3 separate regions of the Pan troglodytes genome follow, and all the other regions are linked to region 3. The links are chromatin contacts, called in public Hi-C maps. All regions are on one chromosome and are shown on one strand. Each heading gives the region's core, a stretch centred on a gene start, on an enhancer-like site or on the middle of the called end of the contact. The rest is flanking DNA. Distances are from core to core; before and after follow the strand shown.

Region 1 (3,023 bases), core at 67-2,566, 270 kb after region 3:
TAAAAAACACTGACAATGGCAAATATATATATATATATATATATATATATATTTCCTTACAGCAGAAATAAAAAGGAACAGTAAAATCTTAAGAACTGCTAGTAATTTGCTGCACCCTGATGTAAAATTGCCTTTATTGGTTAAACTAAAAGACTAAACCCAACAAAATAGCTTTTAGAAAAAATGTGTTAGAAAGTTGGACAGAAAAACAATGAGTTGAAACTGCAAACATTGACAGCACTGGCTTTCCATGTGATTATCACCATAATTCTGAACGCATTTAGTTCATCCCATGACAAAGGAAATAAGACAAGCTAAACTCTGCAGGGTAGAGAAGAGTCCCAAAGGAAAACTTTGGTTGTCTTCCTTGGTTGAAGAGAACTCTCAACTACTATCAGTTTGACAAAGACACGCAGAATCTGGGTGAAGCAAGAATTCGAGCGGTCCCTAGGAATATACAATATTTTCCCGAAATCCACACGCGCGGAGCGGGATATATTTCTAAAAACAAAAAACAAACTGCATGAATTGCAAATGAAGCAATAGGAGTTCAGCATCCAATAGGCGGCTGGTCATCTTTCTGGTTCGTTAGGTCAAGACGTCCTTCTCACCTACGACCCTCAGACAACGACTGACTCCCTCCTCTGTAACCTCTCCCTGGAAGCCAACCTTTGCCATCTCCTGCCATCCTCGCAGTCAATCCGCCAGGACCCGGGACACGCCCCCACGAATGACTACTTTCCTCCGAGATGCAACTCTGCCCCGTGTCATCCGCAACCTCCAGTCTCAGGGCCTCTTTGGCCTCAGGGTCCCCGGTGCCTCCCTCCTCAGTCCCTAAAGGCTGCCCTTAGGGCTCTCCTGGTTCCCCGTTCTCAGTCCTGGCCCTTCTCTCAAGCCTGGCGTCCCGGCTTTCCCTCCACACGCGCAGGAGATGCCGACTCTCCCGTCCCTACCCGGTCTCCCAGTCCCGCGGCGCCGGGCGGCGGCGCGCCGAAAGGCATCCACTGAGGAAACAAGTGCCTGCAACGTTCCGGCTGCGAACTCACCTCCAGTCCGGGCTCTCGGATGCTGGCCCGGAGCAGGGCTTCCGCCTGGCGCGGTCCGCGTCGCGAGCGGGACCGGAAGTCCCGCCCCTCGCCCGCTCCCGGCCCGCTGGCCTCGCTTGACTACCGCTCCCCGGGAGAGGGATCGCCGGCGGCGGGCGACGGGCGGCTGGCAAGGGGCAGAGGGCAGAGGGGCTTGGCTTGAAAGGGCGAGGCAGGCGCCAAAAAAATTCCCTCTCGCGCTCCTGCTCTTTCTAGTGTATCCATCGACCAGTGTGCAAATGCTTGACCAAGCGTCTATTCTGCCCAAGCCCAGTGAGGCACAAGATGACTCAGACACTGACCTCTGTCCTCACAATCTAGTTAAAAGTTGACATAAGTAAAAACAGAAGTAAATCACGCCACAAGACAGTGTTTCTTCTTTCATTATTCAGATTATTATCACCTGCTATATAGGCCTGTGAACAACCAGGCACTGCTGTAGGGGCTGGGGATAGAGCGAACAGAGGACAGCCCCAGCTCTCGTGACGCTTACACTCAGGGCGAGGAACTAGCTATAGAATAAATCGAACAGCGGCGGCTCCCTCGGGAGGCTTATGCACAGAAACAAAAATATATAAGCAATGAAACCATCAAGTGTTAGAGGCACTCTGGTGGTGCTGTAGGGAACGGTGCAATGTAGAGAGCTGGGCAGAGAAGGCTTTCTAGAAATAATGACTCTTCAATTGAGACTGAAATAAATGATGAATAAGAGTTAAAGGACAGGCACAGTGGAGAAGGGCATGCAGAGAAGAAGGACGATATGGAGTGAGAGCTTGGCTTGTACCAGTAGCTGGCCAGGAGTTAAGCAAAGTGTCAAATGGCAGATGCAAGAGCAAGCATGATGAGAAGAGACAAGGCCAAATCATGAAGAACGTTGTGCCCTATGCTTAAAAATTTTGGACTTCAGAGACTCCGTGCAACGGAATCCGTGGGGTCATCTAAGGGAATAGACAAAACAGTGAGTCATGGGGTTGACTAGGGGGATTGTCCTAGTCATCAAAGAAAAATAATAGATCATGAATAGCATGTTTTATCCTTGAGGGTGCTTTCTTGAACTGCCATACCCAGATGTAAAGGCAATAGACGGCTACCACAACCCTATAAAGGCAGGACCACAAGGGATCATACCCCTCAGGTTGCTGCATTGAGCAAATCACCCCAACCAACTGAGATGCTAACTGAAGTCACAGGGAACTATGGAATGGGCCCAGAAGAAAGAAGCTTCAACACCAGCTACAGTAATGAGGACTGTTGCATTTTTTGTTTGTTTTCTTTGCTACTAGTGTTTAATAAATACTCTCTTGCACACCAAGCCCTTTCTTTGCCTTTTTAAAAAGGAATGGTATAATACATACATTTTTCTTTTTTTCTCCTTTTGCCAGCAAAAGGCCATACATTGCAATATATGGAGATAGGATTACAGTAGAAGAAAATGAGGAATGGATATCGTGTAGAAAGTCTGTACTTAGAGGGCATAACATCAACTCTAAGTGAAGTAAAAGGTCACGCGTTTGGGTTTTCTCCCATTGGGAAGGTTAGTAGTCCATTTGTGGTGGTACTTGAAATAACTGATTCACATAGTGGCAAGGTGTATTTTTGAAAGGATGGAAAGAAGAGAGTGTGTATGTGGTGTGATGTGTGGTGTGTGTGTGCGTGTGTGTGCCCACGCTGGGTGCCAAGAAGTAGAATGTAATAGACACTCTGTGAAATGTTTCCTTATAGCTTCCCACAATTCCTTTTTTTGTAGGAATGGCTGAAATACATAGAGGCAGTCCTTTTATGGGCCACATATGCACAAGCGACCATGTCCTAGTGTGACCAGCTACTCTGGTTTGCTAAAGACAGGGGGATACCAGGATGCTGGACTTTCGGTGCTTAAACTGGGATAGTTTTGCGAAAACTGAGACAAGTTGGTTGCGCTACCGTGTCCCTTGTCTA
Region 2 (2,800 bases), core at 65-2,564, 350 kb after region 3:
GGGAGGTTGGAGGGGAGTGGAGAGAGAGACCGTGAATGAGCACAAGAGTGAGCACTAGCTAGCTCACAGTTGGTTTACTGAATGTTTTTCTGCCACCTAATGGGCATTTTAGAATATGCTATGCAAAATTCATCTTTGTAATCGGTACATGTCACACAGAGGGGTCTCAATAGTGAACAGTTTGGAATCAACTTATTTACAAAAACCTTGGGAACATTGCCAGCTTCACACCTAGATGTGGGTATTTTGTAAGTGATCTTCTTTTGGCTTTGGTTTAATTTTTTTTTTCTTTTTTTTGAGACACGGTCTTGCTTTTGCCCAGGCTGGAGTGGTGCAGTGGTGCAACCTCGACCTCCCACAGGCACGTGTCACACGCCCAGCCTTTTTTTTTTTTTTTTTTTTTGCTGTTTTTGTAGAGACGGAGTCTCCCTATATTGCCCAGGCTGGTCTTGAACTTCTGGACTCAAGCGATCCTCCTGCCTCAGCCTCCCAAAGTGCTGGGATTACAGGCATGAGCCACTGCGCCCGGCTCAGTTTAATTCTTGGGAGCACCTCTACCTTTTGTTTCTTAAAAACCCCAAATACAGACTGTGAAGGATAGTTCCTAAGTATATAATGTAATTAACAGGCCATATAATCTCTCTGACCTTTTAAATATTGTATTACCCCAGGGCTCAGTGATTGGACCTCTTCTCTTTCCTATCTGCTTTCTTGATGATCTCCTTTGGCCCTGTGGCTTTCAATACTATCCACACACAGATGATTGTAACATTTATATTCTCCAGGTCAGACTTTTTCCCTGAGTCTCACAGATCCAACTACCTGCTTGACATCTCTTCTTAGTTGTCTAATGGACATCTCAATCCTAATTTGTCTAAATCTTTGCTCATGCTTTCAGTGCAACTCTCCCTCCGTCCCCCCAACACACACATACTCACACATTTACCTCTACTCTTCCGGCAGCCTTCTCATCTCAATAAATGGCAACTCTGTTCTTCCAGTTGCTCAGGCCAACAACACTAAAGTCATTCTTGGTTCTTCTTTAATCACACCTCACATCAAATCTGCCAGGAAATTGCCTTGGATATTTCTGGAATCATACTTTTCATTACTCCACTGCTACCACCCTGGTCTATAATCTCTCACCCTTGCCGTCGTCTCTCACCTAGATTATTGCAGCAGCCTCCTAATTGGCCCCCTCCAGTCTACGCTCGAAAAGGAGCCAGAATTGTTAAATCCGAAGTGAGACCATGTCATGTCTTTGCTTAAAACTCTCCAGTGGGTTCCCGTCTCACCTAGAGTAAAAGCCAAACTCCTCACAATGGCCTACAAGGCCGTATACCTAACCCCTACGAGCTTTCTGACGCCATCTTGTACTACTCTCCCGCCACTGACATCACTCTAACCCCACGGGCCTTCTTCCTGCAATTCCCTGACCACACAGGTCCGCCCTCTCTCTCTGCAGAGCTCTGTGCTGGCTGCTCTATTAGTCTTTCTTTCCTTAGACTGTTTCCTTGCTCATTTCCAGTCTTTAACTCAAATGGAGACTACACGGAGCTCCGCTTTCAAGGCAACCTCCCATTGCCTTCACCACCACCCTCTGCATCTTACCTCGTTTCATTTTTTCTCCTTAGCACTTACCAACACTGAACACTCCATATTCCACCTGTCTCTGTCTTCCCTTTCCTCCCTGTCCCGCCCCTTGGCAGAGAGGGAGGGTTTTACCTGTTATGTTCACTGCTGTATCTTCTGCCCCTACGATGCCTTACACGTAGCTGGAACTCAGTATTTGTTTAACAAATGAATCATACATTTAGTTAAGGTTAATGGGTGGGAGGAGTTATAACAGATTAGAAAAATAAGAACAGACTTGTAACTGTCTTTATTTCCTGCTTTAGAAATTACTATCTTCATTTAATATTTTTCTGATTACATCTATCTACTAATCATTTCAATTAGCTCCTTCACTGAAACACAGCATTGTAATCTGTACCAAGAAAATAACACACTAGTTCTACATCTTGGCATTTAACTTCAATAAGTAAATATACTATTTTAAGTATGTAACACTTAAACATTTTCTAGAGCTCTTTCCATTTTCATTTATCTAGAAAATATTTTCAAATGGACTGTTAAAATTCAGCTAAGAACTGATGTTGGGTCATTATGCTGGAGCCAATTAGCGTTGCTTGCCCAGAGCTGCTGGTCCCCCTTCCTGCTTCCACCTTTCCTTTTTTCTGAGGTGGTTGAAAGGTTAAACCCCTGGTGAGAGGAGAGAACCAAAGCCCCACTGCGCGCCTCAGATGCAGAGTTTCACAGCGCGGTATTCACTGACATTTCTCTAGGCCCCTTCACCTGAAGGAACACTGGCCTGCTCCAATCAGTGACTTGCAGTGTGTGTGTTGGGGGCAAGGATAGAGTGAGGAAAAATGTGAAATAACAAATCACTGCTGCTCCTTGAGAATTACAGGAGCATCACCTGGCAGGATTTTTGTATCCTTATTTTCAGTATTAAACGACATACATGCACCCCACTGCCTGCATGCCTGTCCATGCCTGTCCCACTGTGGTGTTTTGCAACATTTTTTACATCATGGCAGATAGAGAAAATTATTTGTTTGGAATTCTGGAGGCGACCAGCCTGGGAGCTCCAGCCACCTTAAGTGCTGCCCAGCTAGCCACCCAGAAGGCTTCGATCAATAGCTTGAGACAAACTACCTGAGAAGCTCTGCATTAGAGAAGCAAATTCAAGTCTTGACATTTTCTCAGGGGAGTGCTCTGAAAGTGACTATATAAGCTT
Region 3 (2,871 bases), core at 92-2,591:
CCAGACTTCAGTCTGAGTATCTTCGCAGATGTGTCCTGTGGGTGGTACCACTTGGTGTCACACCCTCCATCCCATGCCTGCGGCTCCCTCTACAGCACTCAGCTCTGTGCACATCTTGGCATTATCTGGGTCTGCCTCTCTCTGTTTTCTCTGTGGCCTGGTGTCCCTCTGCGGGTGCCCAGTCACACACTCTGCACAGGGGGAGGGCCACACACCATGGACAGCAGTGGAAAGAGCACTGGGCTTAAAGTCAAGGGACTGGGCTGAAGGAGTTCGGGAAGTGCCACCCAAACACGGTATGCCAGCTACCTTGAACCGAAGGCACTGGGCAGCACGGGATGCAGGCGGAGGCTTGCTCTGAGCTGCCTTTGTCTGCCTAAAGACGGACCCTCCAAAGGGACCTCAATTATCATGAATCCCCTCCCCAGGAAATTCATGAGCCAGGGGAGATTCGCATCACAGCAGAGGGGACTGAAGGTTGATGCCATGCCCAGGCCAACTTTGTCATAGGCTACCCATATTCTCCCAAGGGCCCATTCATCTTTCCCCAAATCATTCATTCTCCCCATGGCACCTCCATCCCCTCTCCTGCCTCCGCGGTGAGTCAGGCGCATAAGCTTCTAGGTCTCTCATTGGTTTGGGGATATTCACTTTTCTTTCCCATGATGCATCCATGTGCATAATAAATGTGGTCACCCTTCCTCCTGCTAATCCGCCTGCTGTCAGCTTATTCCATAGACTCCATTATGGAGCACTCAGAGGGTAAGGTTTCCCCTCTTCCACGGAGCCTTGCTGAGCCTCAGTTTCCCTATGAGGCAGGCATACTTCACCATCTCCTTTCAGGCTGGATATTCATTCTAAGGCCACACATGAATATGAGAATATTCAGGCCTTTTAGGTAGAATATTCTAAGAATCTTAAACGATGGTACCTCTTAGTGGAAGCGGTATTCTGACAAACCAATGGGGCAGGGAGGGTGGGAAATGGTGTTTTATGGTCACTCTGGGACCCCAGGCAAGGTAATCCTAATGGAAGCTCAGGCTTTTGGGGCGGGCTTTTTTTTTTCCTGTCTACGAATGGAAACATGAAGCAGATTTCGCAGTATCTCCCAGGGAACTGGACAGTCTACTTTGGGGCCGGCGCAGAAGAGATGACCCCTGACCACCTCCCGGTGTGCTGGCTGCGGCTGGACCCGAGGGCGCGTCCTCCCGAGCCTCTGCGGCTACTCTTCTCGCCGCCCCCAGGTGGCGCTGCAGGACCACAGCCTCGAGGCTCCTCCGCCCCAGGTGCCCGACCGGCAGCCCCAGACCTGCCTGGATTTACTCCCTTCAGCGGGAGGAGACACCAAGAGGCCGACGCGTAAATTCCAGGCCTGGCCTTCTTCCAGCGCTCCAAAACCTTCTGGAGCCTTCTCAATCAATAGACTCAAAGGCTTTTAGCGTGTCCCTGCCACTTGACGTCAGAGGTGACACGGGTCTGTGAGCCTGGCTGCTGGAATTCACACTCAGCCAACACCCAGCTCGGGGCCGTTCCCCTTGAGCCTGTCCCAGTGCCCGGAGGGGCCTCTTTCCCTCATTCCTCCCCCTTCTAGAAACCCTAGACACAGCGCCAACACCACACCCGGAGGCGCCGGCCTCAGGGGAGAAACCCCTGCGAGGCGCAAGCTGACAAAACACACAACAAACAAAACGCCAACAGAAATCCCTAAAACAGTCTTCATAGATAGAGCCATCTGGCTGGTGACACAACCACCGCCAGCACCTGCACCTGCGGTCCGTCCCTGTTCCCCCACACCACTCAGGGGACCCACACACACCCCCCCACACACACCCCCCACACACACAGCACACACACACAGCATACTGTATACCCACCACACACACTCACACATACACACCATACACACACCACACTGTATACCCACCACACACGCACACAGCACACACACACACCACACATACACAGCACACACACCACACTGTATACCCACCACACACACCACACACGCACACAGCACACACAGCACACACACACAGCACACACAGCACACACACACAGCACACACAGAGCACACACACCACACCACACACGCAGCACACTGTATACCTACAGCACACACACACAGCACACACAGAGCACACACACCACACCACACACGCAGCACACTGTATACCTACCACACACAGCACACACACCATACACAGCACACACAGCACACATACACAGCGCACACACCACACAGTATACCCACCACACACACCCCACACACACAGCACATACACACAACCAGCACATACACACACCCAACCACACATAGCACACCACACTGTATACCCACCACACACATACCACACAGAACACACACACCACACTGTATACCTACCACACGCACCCCACACACGCCACAGCACACACACCACACAAACGCATACATACACACTTTGCACACACCACACTGTATACCCACACACACACACAGAGCACATAACACACACACCACACATACACAGCACACACACCACACTGTATACCCACCACACACACCACACACACAGCACACATACACAGCACACACACCACACTGTATACCCACCACACACCCAACCACACATAACACACCACACTGTATACCCACCACACACACCACACAGAACACACACACCACACTGTATACCTGCCACACACGCAGCAAACACACGCCACAGCACACGTCACAGCACACACACCACACAAACGCACACATACACACCATACACACACCACACTGTATACCCACCACACACATGCACACAGCACACAACACACACAACACACATACACAGCACACACACCACGCTGTATACCCACCACACACACCACACACGCATACAG

Evidence for each region. A called contact is a pair of places that touch in the nucleus more often than the background predicts.
Region 1: a contact with region 3 is called in a Hi-C map of stem cell-derived neural progenitor cells, with 4 times the contacts expected there. The contact joins the promoter of DISP1 here to the enhancer-like site in region 3. A contact is called at or near these places in 1 of 7 Hi-C or Micro-C datasets (stem cell-derived neural progenitor cells) and 1 of 1 datasets of contacts at active chromatin or transcription factors (stem cell-derived excitatory neurons).
Region 2: a contact with region 3 is called in a Hi-C map of stem cell-derived neural progenitor cells, with 2.7 times the contacts expected there. The contact joins the promoter of FAM177B here to the enhancer-like site in region 3. A contact is called at or near these places in 2 of 7 Hi-C or Micro-C datasets (blood and stem cell-derived neural progenitor cells).

What each region holds. Positions count from the first base shown.
Region 1 is chr1:26,266,534-26,269,556 of NHGRI_mPanTro3-v2.0_pri, forward strand. DISP1 (dispatched RND transporter family member 1) reads right to left here and starts at 1,317. Exons shown (of 8, transcript XM_063809944.1): 1 at 1,047-1,317.
Region 2 is chr1:26,343,587-26,346,386 of NHGRI_mPanTro3-v2.0_pri, forward strand. It overlaps FAM177B (family with sequence similarity 177 member B), which reads right to left and starts at 1,315. Exons shown (of 5, transcript XM_016939388.4): 1 at 947-1,315.
Region 3 is chr1:25,995,685-25,998,555 of NHGRI_mPanTro3-v2.0_pri, forward strand. No RefSeq gene overlaps it. Among named protein-coding and RNA genes, the nearest start is that of TLR5, 31 kb to the left of the region's middle. Within about 2 kb of position 1,342, at least 16 of the 24 cell types and tissues checked have an H3K27ac peak or open chromatin away from gene starts, as enhancers often do. A contact at or near this core is called in stem cell-derived neural progenitor cells, where this site is marked.